Linked DNA regions of Hordeum vulgare: region 1 is linked to region 2. Evidence: chromatin contacts called from public Hi-C data. All regions are on one chromosome and are shown on one strand. The core of a region is the stretch at or near the end of the contact, and the rest is flanking DNA. Distances in the headings are between cores, read along the strand shown. Region 1 holds the start of LOC123427277 (cytokinin dehydrogenase 8-like). Region 2 has its middle 5.6 kb from the start of LOC123430546.

Evidence for each region. A called contact is a pair of places that touch in the nucleus more often than the background predicts.
Region 1: a Hi-C map of seedling shows a contact between it and region 2, with 7 times the contacts expected there. The contact joins the promoter of LOC123427277 here to the enhancer-like site in region 2. A contact is called at or near these places in 4 of 6 Hi-C or Micro-C datasets (leaf and seedling).

The regions. Positions count from the first base shown.
Region 1 is chr2H:563,122,067-563,128,659 of MorexV3_pseudomolecules_assembly, reverse strand. It overlaps LOC123427277 (cytokinin dehydrogenase 8-like), which reads right to left and starts at 3,762. Exons shown (of 5, transcript XM_045111284.1): 1 at 2,908-3,762; 2 at 2,621-2,748; 3 at 2,275-2,526; 4 at 1,888-2,150. The coding sequence starts at 3,493.
Region 2 is chr2H:562,995,152-563,001,727 of MorexV3_pseudomolecules_assembly, reverse strand. It overlaps the pseudogene LOC123428652. Among protein-coding and RNA genes, the nearest start is that of LOC123430546, 5.6 kb to the left of the region's middle. Within about 2 kb of position 4,532, at least 3 of the 3 cell types and tissues checked have open chromatin away from gene starts, as enhancers often do. A contact at or near this core is called in leaf and seedling, where this site is marked.

The DNA.
Region 1 (6,593 bases), core at 2,513-5,012, 130 kb before region 2:
GGTTAATGACACCCACAAGCAGCACTTCACACAATGATCGGCTCAGTGCATTCGGTCGTTCATCCGTGTTTGATTTGGTTAAATGGATGGAAATGGAACGTGAAAAAACTTCCCAGAGTGGCAAGTAAAGTGCACTGGCATAGTGCAGCCCCGTGCTGATACTGGGGCATTGCAGATTTGCTGTCGAGGAGAGGCGAGACATCTCTTCATCACCCGGATCATGTCAGGTTCAGAGGATTTTGGGTTCGGAGAACCTACTCGTAATTGATTGCCTGCCAAACTGACAGGGCGCGGTTGCGCTCGTGGATCTGCAAATCTGGGGTTCTGGGCCTCGCGAGCAGAGTTGTGGCGTTTCAAGTGACCACATGACACATGCGAACAAAAGTTAAATCACTCACTCGTGCCTGTGTGACTGTACAGAACTGTACGCCAAAGTAACTGTACTACAGGGCCATCGCTGTACGCCTGTACAGTAGTATATGAGACAGGCAGGAGCGTCAAGGCGGGGAGAAGAAAGGGTTGGACCGGGACCGGGACCGGGAAGGGGAAGGGGGACAGGCAACAGACCGTAGCCGCCATAGGTGTGCACTGTTGCTGGAAGCAACTTGCGAGATGCTAGAGCACTTGAAGACAGTATCATTTCACAGTGCGGCTAGCTAGGTAGTCTGCTACAGCCGCAAGGGATAGGAGTGCCATGCATGCAAACCTATCAAAAAATGTCCTCAACTGCACGTATTGATTTGCCTCGGATTAAAGTAATAATACTACAGTCTGTGATGGTTTCCATACTGTTAAGGGCCCTTCTTGGGCGAACGGACGTTTGGTGGCCGAGCACGCTGCAGTTCGAAAATTTTGAAAAATTCAAATTTCAATTTTTTTCTGTTTTGAAAAAAATCTGAAAAACTTATGCAAGTAAAGAAGAATGTTACGTGTATGTGTGTAAATTTTTAAGATAAAATACCTTGAAAATACGATCTGTAAAAAAGAAAAATTCATGACATGAAACAATGAATAATATCATGTGTAAAAAGCCTCAGATTTATCTTGTTTGTACATGCCTTATTTTAATGTATTTTTTCTAAAAATTTACCCACATGTGTGCTATGCCCTCACCTATCTCTGTATTTTTCTAGAATATTTTAAAATATAAAAAATATGAATTTTGCATTTGAACGCCTTTACGAAGCTCGGCCTTCAAAAGCAATTTCCGCCTTCTTGGTTACTATTACCAGGCCAGTCCCAGCGTAATCTTTCTGCAAGAGGTGGGTGACAGTAGCACGCGAAGCAGAGCTGGTGAACGGTGAACTTCTGTAGGCTTGCAAGTTGCACCCTCGGAGGAGGAAAAGGGCAGCCTAGCTCACTAGTTTCACTGTAATACTCCTATTTGACAATTGACTGGCAAATGCAGCGAGGGAAAGTGCATGATCCGGTGCCGGAGGCGACCGCTACGGGGCTTGCGTCTCTCGGCTGCTGTAGCGAGATGTCATGGCTCTGTCAGTTGTCACGATTAGGCCAAGCATGCCGTCCGTTTGGTTGGCAAGGCGTTTCTGGAGAGGATAACCACGATCGCCGAGTAGGAGAAAAAAAAAGACCGACCAAAAGCCACAAACATAACAGCACTTTGACACTAATTATGTGCGTAGAAAGGCGATCGCGCCACATCATCGAATGATTTTCTGCACCGGAAAAATCTCGCAAATATTGCGAAAGGGATGGCTTTAGGCTTTATTATCTTTGAGGTGAGTTTATTAGTAAAGCCTTTGGCTACTAGCTACCCGGCGGCAGCTTTACTGATGGCTAAGATGTCGTGGGCTAACACTAATTTGGAACAGGAAATGGAGATGATATCTATACTTTTGGCAGAGGAGGATAGATAGATGTGCTTACTTGTCAGTGAGGAGGGGGTAGACAAGGATGGCCCCCTGGAAGTCTCCTGCCAAGACGGTGTCCATGAGCAGGTCTTTGAGCTGTCTGATACCATGCCTTGGCACGAACATGTTGAGCCAGGGGTGAGGCACGTCCCAGAGCCCCAGGCTCCTCAGGCTCTCCTCCTCCATCCTCACCCTGTTTAGGAAATCAAAGTAGGACACCCCCACGCTGTATATGTGAGGCCTCATGTGGCTCATCTTCCCTGAGACCAGCTCCACAACCTGCACAGTTTTTTTAAGACCACAAGAAGACTAGCTGGTCACTATTCAGCGGTCCTTTTCTGTTGCTGTTGAAGACGTTATCTTGTGTTTAATTGGAAATTCGGTGTGAAATCAGGAGACTGACATGATCTACACTGAAGCCGAAGTCATGCACTGCAAACTCTATGCAGTAGTAGACCTTCTTCTTTCCCTCGGAGCCGAAGTCTGGGCTGAAATCGATGCGAGCGGGGAAGGCGATGGACGAGCTGTGGATGGAGTGCTCATTCAGAACCATGAATCCCTCCACGTAGTCCACCTGCTCCGGCATTGAGATCAGGAGCTCTTGGTCCTTGGTGAATGTCTCGAAGCTGTCGTAGAAGGCCCTCACCCATCTCACCTGATCGTCATCAGGAATTCAGGATGGTAAGAAGTAAGAACAATGGAAGTAAAAAAAGAGGGCATGAGGCGATTGGTACGAGCCATGCATTTACCTTTGGAGGAGCTTCTTGGAGGAGAATTCTTGCCCTGGTGATGATGCCAAACTGGCCAAGCCCGCCAAGAACTGCGAAGAAAAGGTCCGGGGTCTTGGTGCGTGAGCATGTCACGATCTCCCCACTCCCTGCAGCCAAGAGCATGGGAAAAGGGGTAAATTACTGCAGAAATTTACAGGTTCAGTGCTCTCTTTCTTTTTCTTACAGATCAAACAGAGAAAGGGTTTATGAGAAGAAGAAATTGACAGTAGGCTGCATGTGCGCGGTGGGCGTGGAGTACTGCATACCTGTGACGACTTGGAGTTGCAGGACGTTGCTGATCTGCGGGCCATGCTTGAACGCCTGGCCGCTGATGCCGGCATTGGACAGCGTCCCGCCCACGGTGAGGTACAGGTAGTCCGTCCAGGACAGCGGCGCCAGGCCGGCCTTCAGGCACTCCTCCAGCACCTCCACCCACAGAGCGCCGGCGCCCACGTCCGCGTACGCGTGCGCGGTGGCCTCGCCGCTCGCCCGCGCCGCCACCACCACCACGGTGCGTGGCAGGGAACGCGTCTCCACCACAATGCCGTCGCGCGCCTGGGCCTGGCCCTGGAGCGAGTGCCCGACGCCGCGCGCGGCCACGGTCGCCCTCGGGTGCGGCGGCGCCGTCGACAGGGCGGTCAGGAGGAGCGCGATGTCGGCGGTGGACTCCGGCCGAAGGACCGCGAAGGGCGCGTCGGAGACGATGGCGCCGAAGTCGCGCGCCGAGGACGGGGTTGGCTCGAGGAGCGCCACCGGTCCGAACACGTCGGTGGGGCTCTGGATGAAGGTCGCCGCGGAGCAGAGGAGCAGGGCTAGGACGGCGGCGTACATGTACAGCGCCTTGAGGTCCATGGTTCTCGGCCAGTCAGCTCCGTGTATCGAGCGTCTAGCCGTCTAGCCCGCGCTTGGACAGGACCAAATGGCGCTCCTCGCTGGACGAGGCCGATGGAAGTGGGAGGCAGTTGAATGTGTTGTCGTCGTGCACCCTCGCTCGCGCTAGCTGTTTGGTGATTGCTGCCTCGGTCGGGGGCGTCTCTGTCTGGATGGATCCTTGGGTTCCCACAAGAACTGTGGATCGATGGAATGGAAAAGGGACGGGAGGGAGGAGGAGCGAGGCGAGACCGCGAGACAGCTCGCGGATATATACAAGCGGAGGGAGAGGAGAGGAGAGGAGAGGAGAGCAGCCGGTCTCTGTCGTCGGTCGTAAGCGGTGCCGTGACGCGGTCGGGCCGCCAGAGAATCTAATGGAAACCCCAAGCTGGGGTACGGCGGATCCACGAGGGCCCGGCCCTGCCTCCCTCCCTCCGTTCCACTCATCGATCGCATTTCTCCCAAGAGGATTGCTAGCTACTACTACTAAACCTTGGGCAAGGAAGCAACTTACTCCACTTAAAAAAGAGCACTCAGCTCGTATTGCTACTGGATTGCAGAAGCGTACGATGTGGTTTGTTCGGTCCATGTCTTTGAAAACAGACCCTGTACATATTTTATAAAACTACAGAAACCCATGTACTTTTTCTATTAAAAGGATCTGTAGAGTATCTATATGTATGCAGCACGGCACGTAGCTGTCAGTCGTCTTCTGGACGATGGCTACGAGAGCACCGATCCACCTCGGTGGTCACTGTGGCTGACGCTTAGACGGCATTACTACTTGCCAGCGACCGTTTTGACCGGCACTGTGGAATGAATGACCCGTCTTGGCTTCGCTCTCTGGCGAGCGACGCCGTGCGGGCAGAAACTTCAACGAGCAAGAGAGCGGGCGACCGTGCGTGTCAGCAGCGGCGCTTCTCCACTGCGGCCTGCCTGGCGCCGGCGCGCACCCCGTGCGTCCGTGGCGTACTTGTGCTCCACACTGCTGGCAGCGACACCCACCTAGTACACCTTACGTGCATGCACTCGCCGCCGGCGTCTGAGGCGAAGTACCAACCCACGCGTCCGATACGGAACGTCACTTGCGTCGCCTGCCGTGAGCATCTCCCAACGCATGCGCTAAATAAGACGCGCGTTGAATAAAACGGGCAAACGGCTCTATAATGAGAACGGACGTTTGGAGCTCGGCCTGCATGAAGACTAGAATTATTTGAACAATTTAAAATTTAATCTTTTGGGTTTTAAAAAAGTCTAAAAATATATACAAGTAAAGAAGGATGTTGTGTATATGTATGTAAAATTTTAGAATGAAATAATTTAAAATACAATCTGATAAATTCATGGTCTGGAACGATACATTGTGTAATGTGTTCAAAAGCCTTAGATTCATCTTTTTTATAGCCCTCATTTCAATGTATTTTTTTCTGAAAATTTACACTTACACACATGTGTGTTACTCCTCGTTTATTTCTGTATTTTTTTAGAATATTTTGAAATATGAAAACATGAATTTTCATGAAATTTGTTTTTCAAATTTAAAAGCCTTTATGGAGGCCAAGCTCCAAACGCAATTTCTGCTATATAAAGCACAATCGTGTTATAATTCCTCAAGCGATAAACAAGCGCATAAAATGTACAACATGCTACGGAAAACTGCATCACGCATTTGATATTTTGTGCGTTAGGTTCAGCGCGTTGGGCAACGAACAATTACGTGTGAAAAATTTGCAGCGGCTTAAACGGCAATCATCCTTTCTCACGCGCTAAATTGCTATTTTGATGTTATAAACAAATTTACGCGAGCGCGTTGGTTGGAGATGCTCTAAGAGCACCTGGGCGCCTCGGCCTCAAACGCCCGGATAGACGGGGAACGTATCTAGTGCATTGGAGCATGCATTGGAGCAATTGATGCTATCGGTGCACCGGTCCACAGTTGCATATTTAAAAATGTTTGTATAAATTCAAAAAATATAGTACATTCACACAATACTAATGTATTTTGTCACAAAAGTTCAAATCAAAATTCAAAATATTGCTCGAGATATAAATATGATAAATTTGTCATTAATGCGTTAATGGGCCAAAACTGAAACCCTGCTATGTATTATCCAGTGTTAAATTTATATTTTCTATCTCGAGCAATGTTTCAAAGTTATTTAATTTTTTGTGACAAGATACATTGATGTTATGTGAATGCAACGGGGGACCGATACACTCGTAGCACCAATTGTCGCGGTGCACTAGATACGTTCTCCGGATGCACGACCCGATTAAAAACCAGATTAGCTCATACCGACTCTAAACATTCAGGCTGACCGACATCTCTTATATCCAGTTCAAATCTAGGATGAATATAATGGGGTCCGGGCGAGTTCAGACGCGTCCGCCTCGTCTGACCAAACAGTCCGACCTCACCATAAATTGCGTCAAATCCCTCAAGTCCACAAACCCACCGCCATCCTCCCGCGCCCATTCACCATTTCCCGCATCCGAGTCATCGTCGTCATTCCCCCTTGCTCCCCCATCGTCGCAGTCGGCTCTCATCTGTCGCCCTAGATGTCGACCGACCTGTCCCACACCGCCGTCACGGGGGCTGCTTAGGTGTCGATCATGGGTGTCCCGTCCTCGGCTCCAGCATGCAAGCCAGGGAACATCGCGGAGCATGCCACATGGATGGCGTCTGGCGAGTGATCCTGACATCGAGTGAATCCATCACGCTCGGACTTGAATTTCATTTTGGCACATCTGAATTATTAAACTATGATTTATTTTGCTTTGTCGAATTACTGAACTATCGAATTTGTGCTCTATGATCCATCTTCATGGATTGCATCGATTTGATGATCCACATTTAAAGTGTGTGGTTGTCTCACAAGCCAAATGAGGGGGCGTTCGATGTTGTATATGGGCTAATCTTCCAAATTCGATTATAAATGCTCTAAGTCTAGAAAACCTACCACCTCCAGCGGCGGTTAGGACTTCAAGTACTACTACAAGATGTGTTGGAGAACATTGCATGGGAAACAATAAAAATTCTACGCACACTCAAGATATATCCATGGAGATGCATAGTTACGAG
Region 2 (6,576 bases), core at 3,283-5,782:
TACAAATTGATCCAACGGCATAATGATACCAAGCCTCGGTCTGAATGGTGTATTTTCTAATGTTTCTAATCTTCAAGCGCATTGCATTCATCTTGATCTTGTGATCGTCACGCACATCGGCAACATCCAACTCCAATATCATCTTATCCTCTTCAACTCTTTGTATTTTTTTATTTCAAGTTATTGTTTTCTTCTTTAACCAAATTTAACTTCTCGGCAAGAATTTGTATGTCGGTTCGAATTTCCAGTTCACATACCTCCTAGATAAAAAATCTATGTCACGTTGGTCGGCATAATTGTCATAAACACTAAATAAAACAAACAGTTATAAAAGATAATATATACCACATCTGAATCATAGACAGGACGAGGGCCGATGGAGGCGGATACCAAAACCATCGCACTATATAATAACAAACAATAATAGAAGTAAGAAAATTACACAAGTATCTATCTAAATCATACAAGTAAGAACTTTTTTATTTTAGAAAGAAGATAAGAAGAAGAGACTAACCACGGTGGTGCCGAAGCCGAGATGGGCGCGGGCAATCGACGGAGGTGAGGACGGGGACGGGACACGGACGGACCGCCAAAGTTACACAAAACTAGGAGGAAAATGGAGCTTGGACAAGGAGCTTCGGGAGGAGAAAGCTTAAGTGTGGCTTGGGAATTTCATCGACCACCTCATGTGCATAGGAAGTGAGCTAGAGCACCACAAAGCTCTCCCACGGCCGGCCAAAAAACAGAGCAGTGCACTGCTCTGCTCTCGGGCATGGGGTATATATAGGCCAAGAATTGGTCCCGATTTATGGACGGAACCGAGACTAAAGTTCAACATAGGGTCTCGGTTCCAGCCTAAAACCGGGACCAATGGTTGTGGGCTAGGAGCAAGGCACATTGGTTCCGGTTCGTGTTTGACACCGGGACCGAAGGTAACAAACAAACCGGGACAAATGTCCGACAAGGCCCGGCCGGCGCCCTGGCCTCACGAACCGGGACCTATGCCCACATGGGTCCCGGTTCGTGAGTGAACCGGGACTAATGTGATTCCATCAAGTGGACTGAAGCCCTCTTTTCTACTAGTCCTAGCTACTAGCTATGGACCCGTAGGTCTCTGGTGAACTACTCAGGCATCATCGGAGGAGCAATGGAGTTGATATAGATGCCCTCCGTGATCGATTCCCTCTCCGGCAAATTACCGGAAAAGGCTCCCGGATTGGATCTCACGGGAACACACGCTCCTGGCGGCGAAAAAGTATTTTTTGGTCTCGTTCTGGTATTAGGAGAATATTTGAGAATTTATAGGACGAAGATTAGGGTTAGGAGACCTGCATGGGGCCCACAAGCAAGGGGCGCCCCCTCCTAGGGCGCGCCCTGCAGGCTTGTCTTCTCCCGGTAGGTCTCCTGCCCCCTTCTCCAAGTCTGGCAGGTTTCTTCTAGTCCAAGAAAAATCATTCCGGAGATTTTATCCCGTTTGGACTCCGTTTAATATTCCTTATCTGCAATACTCAAAAACATGGAAAAACAGAAAGTGGCACTAGGCTCTATATTAATAGGTTAGTCCCAAAAATAATATAAAATGACATATTAATGCATATAAACATCCAAACACATAATATAATAGAATGGAACAATAAAAAATTATAGATAGGTTGGAGACGTATCAAGCATCCCCAAGCTTAATTCATGCTCGTCCTCGAGTAGGTAAATGATAAAAAACAGAATTTTTGACGTGAAATGCTACCTAACATAATTATCCATGTAATATTCTTTATTATGGCATGAATATTCAGATCCATAAGATTCAAAACAAAAGTCTAATATTGACATAAAAACAATAATACTTCAAGCATACTAACAAGGCAACTGTGCCCTTTCGAAATAACATGGTCTTAGAAAGTTATTCCTACAAAATCATATGGTCTCGCTATGCTCCATCTTCCCCACACATAGTATCTAAATCATGCACAACCCCGATGAAAGTCAAGCAATTGTTTCACACTTTTTATGTTCTCAAGCATTTTCAACTCTCACGCAATACATGAGCGTGAGCCATGGATATAGCACAATAGGTGAAAATAGAATATGGTGGAGGTTGCAAAAAGAAAGAGGAGAAGATATTCCCAGATCAACTAGCCGTATCAACGGGCTATGGGGATGCCCATCAATAGATATCAATGTGAGTGAGTAGGGATTGCCATGCAACAAATGCACTAGAGTTATAAGTGTATGAAATCTCAAAAAGAAAACTAAGTGGTTGTGCAAAAGATGAAATTCTACTAGTTATATGAAAGTGACAAAATATGAGACTCTCTATGAAGAACATGGTTCTAGTTTGAAGCACAAGTGTGGAAAAGATAGTAGCAATGTCCATTCTATCTTTATCTCATTTTTTTGGTGGGCATCTTTGGCCTCTTCTTTTTTTTGTGGGCTTCGCTGGCCTCTTTTATTTTTTTTGTAAAGTCCGGAGACTCATCCCAACTTATGAGGGAATCATAGCTTCCATCATCCTTTTATCACATGGGGCAATGCTCTGATAATGCAAATGTACACTTTTATTTACCTACAACTCAAAGATTACACCTCGATATATAGAACAAAATATGATTCTATAAGTAATATGGAAGTGATGGTGCGTGTCATAAAAAAAGGGACGGTGGTGTTGCATGGCAATATATCTCGGAATGGCTGTGAAAATGCCATAATAGGTAGGTATGGTGGCTGTTTTGAGGAAAGTATACGGTGGTTGTTTTGAGGAAGGTGAGTTTAGTGTACCAGCGAAAATAGCACGGTACTAGAGAGGCTAGCAAATGTGGAAGGGTGAGAATGCGTATAATCCATGAACTCAACATTAGTCATAAAGAACTCACATACTTATTGCAAAAGCCTATTAGTTATCGAAGTAAGGTATTAGAAGCATGCTCCTAGGGGAAGTGTTGGTAGGAGTTAACCATTGCGCGATCCCGACCTCCACACAAAGGTTGACAATCATTAAACAAATCATGCTCCAACTTCACCACATAACGGTTCACCATACGTGCATGCTACGGGAATCACAAGCTTTAACACACGTATTTCTTCCAATTCACAATTACTTACTAGCATGACTGTCATATTACCATCTTCATATCTCAAAACTATATGCAAGGAATCAAACTTCTCATCATATTCAATGCACTTAATATGAAAGTTTCTATTATATGCAAAGAAACAAACTATATGCGAGGCCTTTCACACGGGTGGGCAGGAGCTGGTTCGAGGCCCGGCAGAAAGAGATGTTCAATGCCGATGGCCTGAACTAGGGCGTCAGATCGGTCGTGGCCGTTCTTCTTTTGGAGGCTGGCATGGTGAGTCGGCCGCTAGCTGTGTTGCCGGCAAAAAACCTATTCTTTTTTGGAGATCGGATGTGTTGCCGGCTGCTCCCTGTGTTGCCGACGTGGACGTGTAGGCTGGCTGTGTTGTCGGCGTGATCTAGGGCCGCTTGCATTAACTATCGACCGTGGCTATTCGAATGCTTGTATTTGAAAATGAGGCGGACAGGATACGACCAAGGATGCGTCCGCATGTTGGACACACGGCCACCGCATCCCAGAAATGGCCCGGACACAACTCCATTATCCGTCCTAAACGGACAGATTCCGAATAAAACGGACGTAAGGATAGGATCGCGTGTTAGAGTTGGCACTATATCATATGGCTATACTATTAACCATGCTCTAAGCGATCTGATTCGCACCATCAAGCTCGATCAGAGGTTTACTGCCGTGACCCCGTCCGTCCGTGATGACACCACCGGGATGCCCCTGGCGTGCCCAGTGCGGGGTACTCCCGAGTGCGGAGCTCGAACCAACGAAGCCGACCGTGAACTAGCACCACAGCTGAACTGTCGTGTCCCTGGTCCTGGATGACATCGCTGCCTCGCTACGTTGCCAAAAGAGAAAAGTCGCCCGGCCGCACGTGGCGCATTGCCCTCTTCGAGCTGAGGTGTCATGTTATTTTGGTCCTACTCCTAGTACTACTATTAAACCTGTGAACTAGCCGTGGCAGCGTAGCAGCACCGTTAGGAGACGTGCGCAAGGACCGTTGCATGTGGAGTGTGCGCATCCGGTCCGGTCCAGGCCACGCCATTCATTACGGAACGGAGCGCCCAAAATCCCCAGGCCCCCAGCTTGGATTGCTTGCTTCAGCCGGTGATCACATGCACGGAGCAGCAAACAATACATACATACGGAGCAGCACACGATCTACGACTCCATGAAAATACATGATCTTCCAGGATGGCCGCGGTGGGCATTCAAAGGAAGATACTCCTCTTGAATAAGCGTATGAGTAGAAGAAGAGAGTAAAATAAGACGCACACGCATGTCGCTGCCGGCCACTGCTCCTGTCCAGGCATTGAAGAGTTCATGTGATGTGCCCGCCCACATTTTTGTATATGCGGTCCTGCATCTGTGTGTGCGTGTGTCAGAACACGGATGTTTTAGCTGCACGTAGCCATTGTCTTGGATTATATATATGGCATACATGGCAGCAAGTCCAGTCGCGGGATCCCTTCATGTGACGCGATCTCAGGCGGGGTCAATCTTGCTGGTCATGACACGGTGTTCGCCGGGGCCTGCGGCTGCCCGGCTGCCCATGCAACCGCCGGGCGATCTCGTAGGATTCCATGAACCTTTGGAACAAGAGGACACGAGCCCACAGGTCTTCCAAATCTCGGCGCAGAGATTGGGTGCATCTGGCCTTGGATCCATGACCATGAGATGGTGCGTACGAGCGCCTTGGAGGCTTGCTTTGAGCTATGTTTGCTAGCCGCAACCGTACGTACGTATTGGTCCACCTGACCAACCTCTGCTAGGACGAATATATGTTCATCCAATCGAACGTTGATGGTCATGATGCACTGTCACCCTGGTGTTGAGCGACCACGTTTTTTTTTTTTGTATCCCTGTCTTTCATCGTCACTGGTCGTCAAAATGTGGGTCCGCCACCAGTCGGATGGTCGTTTTTGGCTTGAAGCACAATCTTCTACGGTTTGTCACCCTCACTGACGCAAGTGGCGATACTGAGAATCTCGGGTTCTTGGCTTATCATGGTGCAAGCTTACTTGGCAATGGCAACATTCCGAGGATATGCTCTGAGTGACGGCCAAAGGAGGGTGCAAAGTGGTAGCTTATTTAAGCTTGTTTGTTAGAGGGGGAAAAGCCCTACCTTACTTTGATATACTGAATACGTAGTTTATTGCGACCCTGCGACAACAGAGGATGCTTTTGGTAGTATATTAACATATAGGTACATTTCAACGATATGCACGACCTACTGGGTGGTTTTCAGAAGCGGACGTAAATATCTGAATAACACATGTAGTTGTCGTCGTCAGTCCATATGTGTGTGGATCAAACCGACCTCTATCTAAAATCTTCTGTAACCTAATTATACCATTGAATTTGACATGAAGCTTTTTAGACTCTGGACCAATAAGTGAGTGTAACCTGCAGTTTAGTACGAGGGAAAACATGAAAAGGCATTGCCGATGGTGATGATCACTGATCTGACTCCGTAAGCTTTGGATGTATTCTGTTTTACAGTCGCAACCATGATCGTAGCGGATCTAGTACTAGATTGCATGCTTGCGTATCGATAGCCCCATATACTTCTAACTAATCTGCATATCACATCTTGTTAGGTCGCTAGTCGAATTCAGGCCTATACTATTCAGGGACCAACAAGAATTGTCCAACCAATGGTTTGGGCTTAATTTAGGCTGCCGTACTTAAGCAAGGCTGCTAGCTAAAAGATAGTGGTAGCACTATTATAAGACTGCGTATCAGACATCCAAGATAATACTTGAGAGATCAGGTCAGTGCACATACTTGATAGATAGGAAATGGAATTGCAAAAATACATTTAGTGTGCTTTCATAGGTCGTCAGCATTTAGTATTCAAACAGCTCGAACCGATATGGACACCGGAAATTTCTTGAGTCACGCTTAATTTACATCAACCTGGTAAAATCACTCGTCTTTCTTGAGTGGCACTGAATTTGCATCGGCGCAGTAAATTCACTCCAGTTGTTCTTATACTTTTGAACAACTCCAAGTAACATAACGCTAGGCATCAGACTACTGATGTTTAGCTCGCTATCAGACTAGTACTTAACCGTTCGATCCAAAGCATCATGGACGTCCGATGTACTAGTAGTCAGGCCGCTAATTTGTTTCGCGTTAATTGAGTGCTTCGTCATAATGGTTCCCGCATCCATCGGACTTCTTACTTTTTATATGCGAGTATAGTACTTGGGCTTGATGTCACGTGGGCTAATAGTTAGCTTACATGCATGATGCATGAATCTACGCTTTCGTTAATCACGTGTGATATATCGTATACCCTAAAAAATGATTGATATACTGTATAGTGCGTCATCCATCCATGTTCATGTTTCCAACTTCATTATTTTTCTTTCAGTACAACAAAGTATTTTTCCGTGGATCCGTAAAAAAACAATGCTTCCATGGATATAATAATTTGCTTCCTCTGTGATGGAAATTTGATTCAATCCAATATTTTTAAAATAATTGT